2 separate regions of the Mus musculus genome follow, and region 1 is linked to region 2. The links are chromatin contacts, called in public promoter capture Hi-C maps. All regions are on one chromosome and are shown on one strand. The core of a region is the stretch at or near the end of the contact, and the rest is flanking DNA. Distances in the headings are between cores, read along the strand shown.

Region 1 (6,257 bases), core at 2,433-4,932, 1.1 Mb before region 2:
GGGGTGACAGGGAAATTAATAAATGAGCACAAACACACGTTCCTATCTTTTATACTCAAGATCTCAGCAAGAAAGACTGATTGGCCCGGTGGTGACTATTGCTCATGTTGTCAAGCCTCTGAGTGGTCTGCGCACCAATGTTCATCCTGCTTGTGAGTCAGCCGAGGGAGGCCCTCACAGATGTAGGTAAGAAGATCGGCGTAAAGAACAATTCCTGAGAGAAGTTGTGTGCGTGAAGGAACACAACTTTCTAAGATCTGCTGTAACAAACAACTTCTCTACTCCATATTGCACACATGCCACGTTTCAGATGAAATATTCTGCCGCTTCCTCCCGCCTCCTGTAGCCTCACCTTCAACTGAGGCTGAAGATAAGAACTCGAGGCCTGGCCTCCCCAAGGCAAGTCCCTGAGGATCCTTTTGAAAAACCTTGTTCTCTGATCACTTGACTTCCACCTGGGGCAGTAGAATTCGAGAAACGGGGAAGATGGCAGCGGAGGTGTCGTGGTTTTAATCCTGATGGTCTTCACCTGCTGAAGCTGGCGAAGCCTGATCACACATCGGCTTCCATTTATATCCCTAGCTTCCAAGCCAAAGGCAGTAGATGGGAACATTCTCTGCCCCCCACTGACCAATTCACGGCATCATCCGCAGGAGACAAAATGACTAACTTTAGATATTAACTATTATTTCTAAAACCACAGTATGGGTTTTCATCCAGGATGGTAGGTAGTATGGACACCAGTTTGAAGATGGTCCTAGAGTTGAGCCATTTTCTTTGACCTGAAGGGCTTCTTTCCTCTTCTTCTGGGCTGGTGCTGAGTCTCCTGAAAGAGCAGAGCATGAGAAGGAGATGAGACGAAGGCTGTGCAGCTCCACGGATGTGCTCTGAAGTCCTTCTCAAACAGTAAGCTTTCTAGTGGCTCACCGTGTTTCTTTGCTTGCAGTTAAATCACTGATGTACAGGTGGTAGAGTGTCCACCTAAAAGCAGCCACACTAAAGACAGAGGTAGGCAGATTATGCCTAGGGATGGCTTGTAGAGGGCTGTGGATCTGAGAAGCCCTGGGTTAGACTTCCTTCCCTAACTCGGGAGGGCGAGGACCTTTGGTAGAAGGAGAGAAGCAGAGCTGTGTGCAGCGATTGATGGTTGATCTCTCTGTGTTAGTGCCTGAGCTGATAGGGTCACAGCAACACGATAAGAGGAACCAAGTGAGAGTTTGAGAGCAATCTGATATCAAGTCAAGACACACTAGAAAGGACAGGAGTTAATGGGATGCCCGTGTGAAACCTGATAACTGCAGGGGAAGCGGTTATAGGAGATGGGCTTTGGTTTGGGGGAACACACCAACACTGGGAAATGCATTTACAAATGTGTGTTGGACGAAAGCTCTCAAAGGGCTCCAACTATGTGGGAGCCCCCATCCCTTTACATCTGCATTCCTAGCAGCATCAGCACTTCCAGAAACATCAGAGGGCAAAGCTGGCTGTTTACCCCAGGCTTGACTGGATTAGAAACTCAGAGCCCTCACAGATGTGCCAACAAACAAACCATCCAGGTGATTCTCATAGATGTTCATCTTTGGCTCCAAACCAGTGGTTCTCAACCTTCCTAATGCTGTGACCCGTTATACAGTTCCACATGTGGCGGTGACCCCCAACCATACAATTATTTTTGTTGCTACTTCATAACTGTAATTTTGCCGTTGTTATGAACTATAATGTAAATATTTTTGGAGATATAGGTTTGCCAGAGGGATCAAAACCCACAGGCTGATAACTACTGTACTTACGCTCTGCAGGAAAGATATCTTTCCTAAACACAAGACAGTGGTCTCATCGGAGGACTGTTACATCCGGGACATTAACACACAAAACTAGCAAGCTAAAGCACCGGAGATTATTCAGCTTAGAGAACGACTGGATGTGTGGAATTTTCTGAGTTGTGGCTAAAATGAGGAATGTCCAGGGCTTCTCTCTGTGGCGTTTGGGAAAGTAAAAATGCCCTGTGTTTAGTTATATGTGATCATCCCCTCTACGGTGTGGACTCTAAGAAAATGTCCTGTGTAGTTTCAGATGGACTTTAATCTCGCTGTGAGGTGGAATCTGACACTGTATTAACTTGTCTTGATGAGCAGGGTTAAATGTCTCCCATTCCCCTCTCCTGATCTCATTTAACACTGCCCTTGAAGAGAGAGAGAGAGAGAGGCCAGATTAAACCAGTATCTGCAGAGCAGGGGGTGGGGGGGTGGGGATGAGAGAGATTTCACAGTACAATTTATAATGAAAAATGGCTTCGGTGTTCTGGGCTAGCAGCTTCTCCATCATTCTGCCTGCCTGCCTGCTTGTCACTCTATTTCTAGATTGGATTAATTCCCAGAGAGCGGAGTCATTTTCCTGATGGAATCTCTCAGCACCGATTGGAAGGAAAGGGAGATTAGTGAGGTTTTAGGTTTTGTCTTGATGCAGTTTAGAAAAAAAAATATCAGAGTATTTTTCTGTTGTCCTTTTCTGATCCCCACCCTGGATTTAACCCCTGGGTTCTCGTCTTCTCCCTTGGCCTCTCTCTTTTAATAAGTGTGCGGCTGGGTGCATTGACAGAGGACCTAGCTGTGCAGAACACATGGTAGAAGCTTCACCAACTCACATTTTCATCCCATCTTCTCTAACACTGGAAAGGAGAAAAGTAAACTAGATCTTGCCTCCGCACCTTGCCACTGTTTCGCCTTTCAGTGTGGCTTTTCTAGTGAAAAACAAAAACAAAAACAAACTAGGGGTTTAATCTATTTATTAAAAAAGCTGCCGATTCTTAGAAATTAAAGAGAACATCTGACTGCCCTCTCACAGGGCTGCAGCTTTAGTCCATGACTTTTCTAGCTATTTGGTTCCTACAGAGTAGACAACAAGGGGTGGGGGTGAGCCGTACACAGTAGCAGCTGGCTGCCCTTATCCCCTACTGTGCTGCTGGGCAGGAGGCAGGGGCCTTTTGGTTCTTGCAGATGTGTGTTGTAGTCACGAGGACTGGTCAGCTGCCTTTCACCAATACAACTGGGTCCCAGTAGCAATCAAAACTGGCACCCGTGAAGGCCACATCGCCAGAGAAGTCCACACCAGAAACAGGTGCTGGTTCTGACTCCCATCTGAGAATAGGGGTGCGCAAGAATCCTCCCTTGCGTTTGTGTTAGCGTGAATTGCGCTGGGAGCAGAATGCCTGTACTTATAGACAGAAGCTCTCTGTGAATCTTAGCATCAAGAAAGCTTTAAAAGCTATGGAAATCGAGCATGGTGTCACACACGCGTGATCTCAGCTACACTGGAGGCTGAGAGAGGAGAATCAGGAGGTCGAGACCATCCTGGGCCATTTCCCACAATGCCGTCTCAAAGTAAACGTTTTAAGAAGGGCAGGGAAAGAGGCTCAGTGGCAGGCAGACACTTGCCTGGTATGTGTGAAGCTCTGCGTTTGATTCCCACAGCAACAAAGAGAAGCACATATTTTGTTTATAGAAGACTCAGGATAAAAAATGTTATGTTTTTTTTTCATAAGTATGCATCTGGTCTTAAATCTAATTGTTCTCATGTGTAAATTCCTACCAGTCTACACGTGTTTTTCTCTTTAACAACTCCATAGGTTTTGATTGTTAGTACATTTCTGGGTGTGGGTTAAGAGGCTGAACAGTGTACTGGTTGGCCAGGGAGGCTCAGGGGGAAGGCTGATCTGGTTAAAAGCCCTTCCCCTTTGCTTTGTAGCTGTGTGGACTTACAACATTTTTTTTTTTTAATCTTCTTTGGACCTTCCTTTTAGGCCCAGAGAATTACACTGACACAGAACAAATAATTTAGTGTTAAGTACAAAGGCCAAATACATTGTTCCCTATGATTTATACTCGTTATTACTTAAATACCTAAAGGATTCTTGGTTACATTTGTTTCACCCATTTACTTATTTATTTCCTTCCCCCACTCCCAGCACTGGGAACTGTGCCCAGGGCCCTGCTTTACCATGAAGCTCCTCAATGTCTATTTTATATTTTCTGCTCTGTGTTATAATAGAACAGACATTTGTTTGGTGCAGGGTTTTTTTCTTCTCTCTCCTCCCTTCTCTTCTCTTTTTTCATTGCCCTCCTTAGACCTGGAAAAGGTGACCACAGAACAAACCATCTGGTCTACAATGAAGTCTGCTTTGTGCCCATCGTTGGGGAGAGGTTTTGATCAGAAGCCATGCTGAGCAGGCTGTGGGCTTCTGCCCACAATCAAAGCATAAAAGTTCAAATAGTCTAAGAGGAGCTGCAAAGGAGGCAGCTTGTGGATCCCTCAATGAACGTGAACAGAACTTGTCCCTATTATCCCTGGGGCCTTTTCTCTTTCTCGGGCTTTAGGATGGTCTGGGCGTCTGGGCTGGCAAACGGATTGCTTTTCTGGGTCATGAAGTGGCAAAGAGCACGCTGCTTCTCCCCTCCCCTCATTAGAGCCTGTGGTCTAGTCTCCAGACATAGAGGAAGACACCCAGAGCTTCTGTAAGCATACAATGGTGAACCTAGAGAGGAAGCAGGAGAGTGGGGCCTCTGGGGACTCATTCCCAGCAGAAGGAAAGAACTTCTTGGAATTGCCTCCAGGCCCTGATGAGTCTGGAAAATCACCTTGCTCATGGGCCCCGTGCCAGCCTGACAGATGGTCTCCCTGGGTGGCATACGCTGCTTCAGGCTATCAGGTATGTTCCCTGAAGGCAAGTGCCCCACCCAGGAGTGCTAGGTCCTGTCACAAGTCTATGACAGGAGCTTTGCCTACTCCTATTTCCTCTCAACCTCTTCTCTCACTGGAGGGGAGAGAGACTAGCTTTTCTCCTTGAAGCACACCTCTGAGCTACATGGTTTGTCCACCTTAGTTCCCACACAATGGTCCCTTGCTGAAATGGTGTGAGCTACTGAAAGGCTTAAAAGGCCAGGAAAGAACAAAGGCGGGAGGCTGGGGGATGGCTCAGTGGGTGAGAGCATTTGCTGTACCAGAAGAGGGATCAGAATTTGAATCCCTAGCACCTGCATGCGGAGGAGCCTGGCATGGCTGCTTGTTCCTGTAACTACAGCCCTGTGGTGAGCAGATTCAAGAAGATGGCTGGGACTTGCTGGCTTGCCCAGTTAGCTCCAGGTTCACTGAGAGGAGCCATCTCAAGGGAATAAGGCAGAAAGCCTTAGAGCAGGACATTAGTCCTCTAGCCTTATGGGACAGCATGGGTATGTACACTAGTATAAATATGCATGTGTGTGTGTGTGTGTGTGTGTGTGTATGTGTGCACGCGCACATGCACACATACACACACACATACATGCACACACAGTTGGGGTGGAGTGGGGGTAGAAGTGTGGCTCAGGACTTAGACGACAAACCCTGTGACCTCTATAGATCCCAAAGAAAATGAACTTTCAAATGTATAATTTCATATCCTTTAACACAACAGATCTCTTGTTGTGTTCTTCTTTACCCCCCTGCCCCCACCACCCCTTTTTCCTCTTTTGAAGGCATGAATCCTTTTTATAGTAGTTAGAAGTGTGCTTGTAACAGTTCCTCTCACAGATACTCAGGAGAAAGCCTCGGGGAAATTTAATGGTTCTGAGTTCAGCCTGTGGCTTTGCGATAAGGATTCAAGGCAAGAAGCCTTTTAACTCAGAAAAGAATCTGTTTGCAGCCATTGCCCAATAAATGCAAAGTGTCTGGTTACTGGCACGTAGCACAATGCACCACAGAACTCAATGAATGTCCACAGAGCTGGCCAACCCCATAATGTCCATGAAGGGGTGGTGTCTGTGTGTGAGTGTGTGTGTGTGTGTGTGTGATTTGCTTAGTTTTCAAACAGTGCTAGTCTTCTAACAGGGTCCACAGAATCAATACACTCATGGGAACTTGCAGAGACCAGGAAGCCTGCAGGGGTCTGCCCCAAGTCCTCTGCATGTATGTTATGGCTGAGTAGCTCCGGGTTCATGTGGAAATGCTAACATTGAGAGCTGGGTCTGTCCCAGACTCTTTTGCCTATGTGTGGGACCCTTTTCCTCCTCCTGGGGAGTGGGGAGGAGGAATGTGTGGGTGGAGGAGCTGGGAGGAGAGGAGAAACTGTGGTCAGGATGTAACATATGAGAGATGAATAAAAATAATAAAATAAGAACTCTAAAACAGCGTTTCTCAAGGCTGAAATGAATTGACACTTTTGAGCGGAGGCTCAGTTGAAGGTTGTTAGTGTGTGTTGGTAATGACAAGAAAGCTCAAAGGAA
Region 2 (5,806 bases), core at 3,125-5,624:
CATGGTTTACCATCATTGCATAAACCCATCCAGGGCACCACATGTTACAAAAAAACAAAAACTGGAATGTATACCACATCCTGAAACAGTAAAATTAATGCCCACTCTAACATTTCCACAGAGGAAACTCCTGTAACTCCTATATAAATGTAGGATCGACTTCTAGTTGTACCACAGACACAAGACATTAAGGCAAAAGTTATTAACTTGTCTAAGTCACTTTGAAGATTCAGAACCTTAGCATCTAAAGTCCAAGATGGCCTGACATGAACCCTGTTAGACTGGCTCAGATAACTAATAGCCAACATGGGCAGCAATATCCATTGTTCCCGCAGAGACTAATGTAATGGGAGCAGAGGTCAGCTGGCTCTAGGATGATAGTGTCTGAGCTCATTTGCAAACAGTGGCAGGGATTATCAGAGAGCTGCCCAGGTCTAGACCTCCTGGACACACTCCAGCCACATGGGGAGCCCTGGGGCTCTAGAAGTTTATTCTGACATCTTCAGAGATTGCAGATAGCTCTTCTCCAGCCAGAGAAGATGGATGTTCTGAACAGCATCATCTCCAAGATGGCAGACACAGAGCATCACCACATAAGTGACATTTCTAGCACAGCACACAACATGGATGGCAAAATGGGAGCTCTACCAGAGTCCCAAGAGTCTAGCTGCAAGGCTTTCCAAATACTGGATTCAATACAGTCCGATCCCTGATACACGGGGCCAAGAGATGTTCCCAGGCAAGAACACATAGAAACCAAGCAGCTTTGTTCCTCCAAGAGGGAGTAACTTGGGATTTGACAAATAATCAGTGTTCAAATCAGAGGCTAAATGGCAGAGCTTTGTAAGATTTTTCAAAGTCAAGGAACCAAAGATGCAAAAGGGCCAAGCCATGGCTAGTAAGATGCCACAAAAGAATTAGCACCTAGATCTAATGCATTCATTTTTGTTCTCTCTCTCTCTCTCTCTCTCTCTCTCTCTCTCTCTCTCTCTCTCTGTGTGTGTGTGTGTGTGTGTGTGTGTGTGTGTGTGTGTGTGTGTGTGTGTGTGTGTGTGTGTGTGTGTGCCACACATGTGCAGGTGCCTGTGGAGACCAGAAGGTGTTGGATCCCCTGGAGCTGGCGTTCTGGGCATCTGTGAGTCACCTGGGGTACTGGGAACTGAACAGCAGTCCTCTAGACGAGCACCATGCACTAACCAGAGAGTTGTCTCTCCAGTCTTTCCTTGACATTTTTACTTGGATTTTAACAGACATCTCAACCTTCATTTGTCCAATCTGAGCTTGGTCTAAATCTACCAAAACTTGTCCTACCCTCATCCTTCCATAGTCAGATAAATATGCAATCCTTTACAAGTTTGTCCAATTCAAATGGCTACCAGTAATGTTTAATGCTCTTTTTTCCAGCCTCATATCCCATCTACTAGCATGTTCCATAGCCCTCAATGTCAAAGTGTGTCCTATAAATCCATGTGTCATGCTTGCTGCCACTGAAGCACCAGAGTCATGGAATCACTCATTGGGCCATGACAGCCCTCTGCTCGACACTAACTGAAGGCCTCGCAAAGTGCTGGGAATAAATCCAAGTGCTAAGTTGAGGCATTTGGATAAGGCCCCCAGTGAGCCAATCCCTGCCTGCCTGTTTATCCTCATCCTCTAATCTCCCTTTCACTGATTCAAACAAAAAGGTCCTCTCCTGGGTCCCTAGAATATGCCACCTTATTTCTGCAACAGGAATTAAGGCAGGAACTGTTCCTGCCTTGTAAATGTCATATAAGTACATGAACATGTCTGTGTTCCAACAAAGCTTTATTTACAAAAGCAGATCATCAACTGAACTGGACTTAGGACCCATGGTTTTCCAACCTGTTATCTAGATGAGCACATAAGGACTATTCAGTAAATATTTATTGAGTGCATAAACACACACACACACACACACACACACACACAAATGACAACATAGGATCTACCCTGAACAATACATGGAGAGGAAACTCTAAATTAAATGGAAAGAGGGGGAAGCAAATACTATCAGGATGTCTCTTATACACACCTAGCAATAGATGATTATTAGCAGAGAATTATTGTCTCTTTAAAACAACTAAATGTTAGTGTTTCAGTTCCTCTGAAAATTATCAAAGACCAGAGAACGTGCTTTGTGGTAAAATCAGATGGCTCAGCTAGATCCTGTAGCATCAGAATATTCTTGAGAGCCAAATTAAAGACTCGTTTCTATGCTTAGACCAGACAGGGCCTGAATATAGAAAGGGTGTCGTGTTTCATCTCAGGAGAATCAAATGATGCACAGTAACAGCAGCATTTAAGGCTCATTAAGAGAAAGCTCTTGCCTCCTGACCTCCTAAGCTCTGAATGGAGACATGCCACTGTATCCTCTTTTAAGAGTTAATCTAGTTGGGTCACCTGGCCAAGAGAAATGTGCTCCTCAGAAAGCTGGGTCCACCTTATTCAATACTAAAGAGGTAACAATAATTACCCCTTTGATTAGATAATATGTTTTTCTTTCCCAGAATTCTTCCCCTCACACAGCCTTTGTCTTGGGATTTTATTGCTCTGAAGAGACACCAGGACCACAGCAACCCTCATAAAGGAAGACATTTCCTTGGCACTGGCTTACAGTTTCAGAGGTTTAGTTCATTACTGTCATGGTGGGAAGCATGGTGGCACACAGGCAGACACGGTGCTGGAGAGATCACTAAGAGATCTCCATCTGGATCCATAGGCAACAAGAAGAGACAGTGAGAACCTGAGCTCCTTAGACCCCTTAAACACACCCCTAGTGACACACTTCCTCCAACAAGACCACACCTATTCTGACAAGGCTATGCCTCCTAGTGCTGCTCCCTAAGGGCCTATGGAAACCATTTTTATTCAAACCACCACAGTCCCTATGAGCCACATGAGGTTCTGGATCTTCTGGCTTTTCTCTTTTCTTTTGGATGCTGGCCAGAGTCTAAACATGCTTTCTCTGGTCATTCTGGCTTCCATAGCTTGCTTTCTGAAGCTTCCCCACCTCCCCACCATCTAACTGCCAGTCTGACAGTCACCTCCATGCCAGCTTAGTTCAAATGGCAAGGCTTCCACGCCCGCTCTTCTCCATTTCCTTCCTCCTCCTGTCAGCAGCTGAGATGTACAGCTAGAGTTTCTAATGAAATCATTCTTGGACTTCCTTTTGAACCTATTCCTAAATTTTCCTATTAAAGAGACTTAGAACCCCCCCCCCAAAAAAAGGGACTCCAATCTCCCCTTTAACAGATGCAACTTTGATGAGACTCCCAAAACTTTCTGATAACACACTATTTCCAGAAGACTTTGGGGACTTGCCCAGTGTCGATGCTTTCTTCTGATTTTATCCCCTCAATTAAATTCTGAGTATCCCCCACCCATTTATCCTTTATAATTAAAAAAAAAACTGTGTTTAGAACATGATAATATATTATGAACCTTTACCTGAAAAAGATGGGATTACATAACTACTGAAAAAACTTGTAGATACAACAGGAGATTTGGGTTTAAGCAAAAGAACTTGTGGTTTAAACGTAACAAAGCCCAAAGTTCTGGATAGGGAGCAAGATAAAGAATCCCCAAGGGTAACTCTCCACCCTTGCCCACCTAAGAGTAATAACATTCACAGGAGTCCCCTCTATAATCCATAGAAACAGCTGGCTGAGTTACCCTATCAGCTCACTGAGAGAAGAAATCAGGATGTTTCTCCAGGAACACCATTGCATACATACTACCTATTGAGACTGAATGAAACTCTGAACTTCAGGCACCTCAAGGGTTAAGAAGGTCTTAATTGCCACCTCACTACAATTTCTGGGGGAAAACATTTTAAGGCATAGGGGACTTTTGAGTTCAAAGCAAATGATTTCAATAAAAATCTCTTGGGAGCCCATTGTATACAGTAGCTGGGAAAGGTTACACATCCTTCTCTAAATGGGCGTTTGGTTCCTCTTAGGACTATGAAAGATTTGGGAGTTACAGAGAGAGAGAGAGAGAGAGAGAGAGAGAGAGAGAGAGAGAGAGAGAGAGAGAGAGAGAGAGAGAGAGAGAGAGAGGCAGACAGACAGAGAGACACGGTGTCAGATAGATAGACAGGCAACTTTCCCTTCTGCTTTTCAAATTATGATTTGGGGGAGGGACAGTAAGGGGTACAAATGTTTCTGTTACAAAGCCCTACTACTTCTGGACTACTTCAAAGACTACTTCTGGAAGTTTCTGAGTCCAAACCAAATCCCATTTGAGTAATTCTGTCAAAGCTCAAGTCGTCTTTTTGACAAAGTTGATGGTGAGCACCATCTACTGGGCATTACCCAAAGTCTGCTTTAGGGATGTTTCCATGAAGGTTGGGGGAAAAAATCGGGATCCCTGTTACGCAATGGTCCTTTGGCATATTTAAGCAATATCCGGGACATCTGGCAGCTCTTGTGCTCATCCAGAAGTTCTTTCTTAGTTCTTCATATAGAGTTAAAGGTTTTTGAGAAATTAGATGGAGAATGAAGGCCCCAAGAACAGCTTTATTAAGCAGCTATAATTCAGGGGTAGACATCTTGCAGGCTGAGGAGTTTCTGCGCATCCTATCCCACTCTTCTTGTTTTCAACTGGCTGGAAAGGAAGGTCCAATCCCTAAGGGACAATTCTCAAAAAACTGCAACCCCAGAATCCTCATTCTTTGTTCTGTAAAATAGACTGATATTTTTTCCTAAAATATGTCCCTGCATTCGTTTCTTTTCTAGGGACAAAACGTGTGCATGCGTGTGTGTGAGAGAGACAGGGACAGAGAGAAACTAAAGTAGCTGGTTTTTAAACTCTTAATTCTGGTTGTAGCCTCGGGCTGAAAATGCCACACTTCTATGAGGTAAACAAAATGTCTGTCTCTGGGCTTTTCTTCCCTCAGTTAAGCAGATCCTGCCTGTGAGGTGTGGAGGATTTCACACAGTCACTGCTGTTTTCCTCATGAATCCTTTATGATGCTACTTAGTCTCTGGGGTGCGCTCTAAAGTCAAAAGAAAATCTGACTCACACTGAAAAGTTTTCAAATGAAACAATAGGGACAGAAGTATCCTATGTAGGGAGGAGGGAGGAGGGGAAAGGGAGGAGGGAGAAGAGAGAAGGGTGGGTGGGAGGAGGAAGAAGGAATTTTTTTATTTTTTAATTAGATATTTCCTTTATTTACATTTCAATTGCTATCCACTTTCATAGTTTCCTCTCTGAAAATCCCCTATCTCCTACTTCCCCCTGATCCTCAACCCACCCACTCCTGCTTCCTGGCTCTGGCATTCCCCTATACTGAGGCATAGGATCTTTGCAAGACCAAGGGCCTCTCCTCTCATTAATGGCTCGGGAATTTTTGCTAAGAGTAGGCCAGCAATATAGTGCAAAAGGCCTGCTTGAACACCTTGCCCATTTCCTAGAGGGACAACTTTGAACAGATCTAAATCTTAGAACCTTTCTTTTTCTGAAAAAAAAATGGGATAGTATCACCTCATCAAATGATATTTAAGTTACAAGATGGGGCAACCCACCCATCTCAAAAAATGTAACTCAGAGTTGCTCCTATCTAAAGGAAATGTAGAGACAAAAACTGGAGCAGAGACTAAAGGGAAGGCTACCCAGAGACCTCTCTACCTAGGAATCCATCCCATCTGCAGACGCCAAACCTAGACACTATTGCTGATGCCAAGAAGTACTTACTGACAGGAGCCTGGTATAGCTGTCTTCTGAAAGGCTCTGCCAGCACCTGAACAATATAGATGCAGATACTACCTACCTACTACATAAGACT

Evidence for each region. Promoter capture Hi-C pulls out the DNA fragments that hold promoters and counts their contacts.
Region 1: a contact with region 2 is called in a promoter capture Hi-C map of hippocampal neurons, with 3 times the contacts expected there. The contact joins two enhancer-like sites. A contact is called at or near these places in 7 of 39 promoter capture datasets (the 3T3-L1 cell line, the C10 cell line, embryonic stem cells and 3 more).

Annotation. Positions count from the first base shown.
Region 1 is chr9:105,521,661-105,527,917 of GRCm38.p6, reverse strand. No RefSeq gene overlaps it. Among named protein-coding and RNA genes, the nearest start is that of Atp2c1, 3.5 kb to the right of the region's middle. Within about 2 kb of position 3,682, at least 22 of the 459 cell types and tissues checked have an H3K27ac peak or open chromatin away from gene starts, as enhancers often do. A contact at or near this core is called in hippocampal neurons, where this site is marked.
Region 2 is chr9:104,456,374-104,462,179 of GRCm38.p6, reverse strand. No RefSeq gene overlaps it. Among named protein-coding and RNA genes, the nearest start is that of Mir2136, 33 kb to the right of the region's middle. Within about 2 kb of position 4,374, at least 4 of the 459 cell types and tissues checked have an H3K27ac peak or open chromatin away from gene starts, as enhancers often do. A contact at or near this core is called in hippocampal neurons, where this site is marked.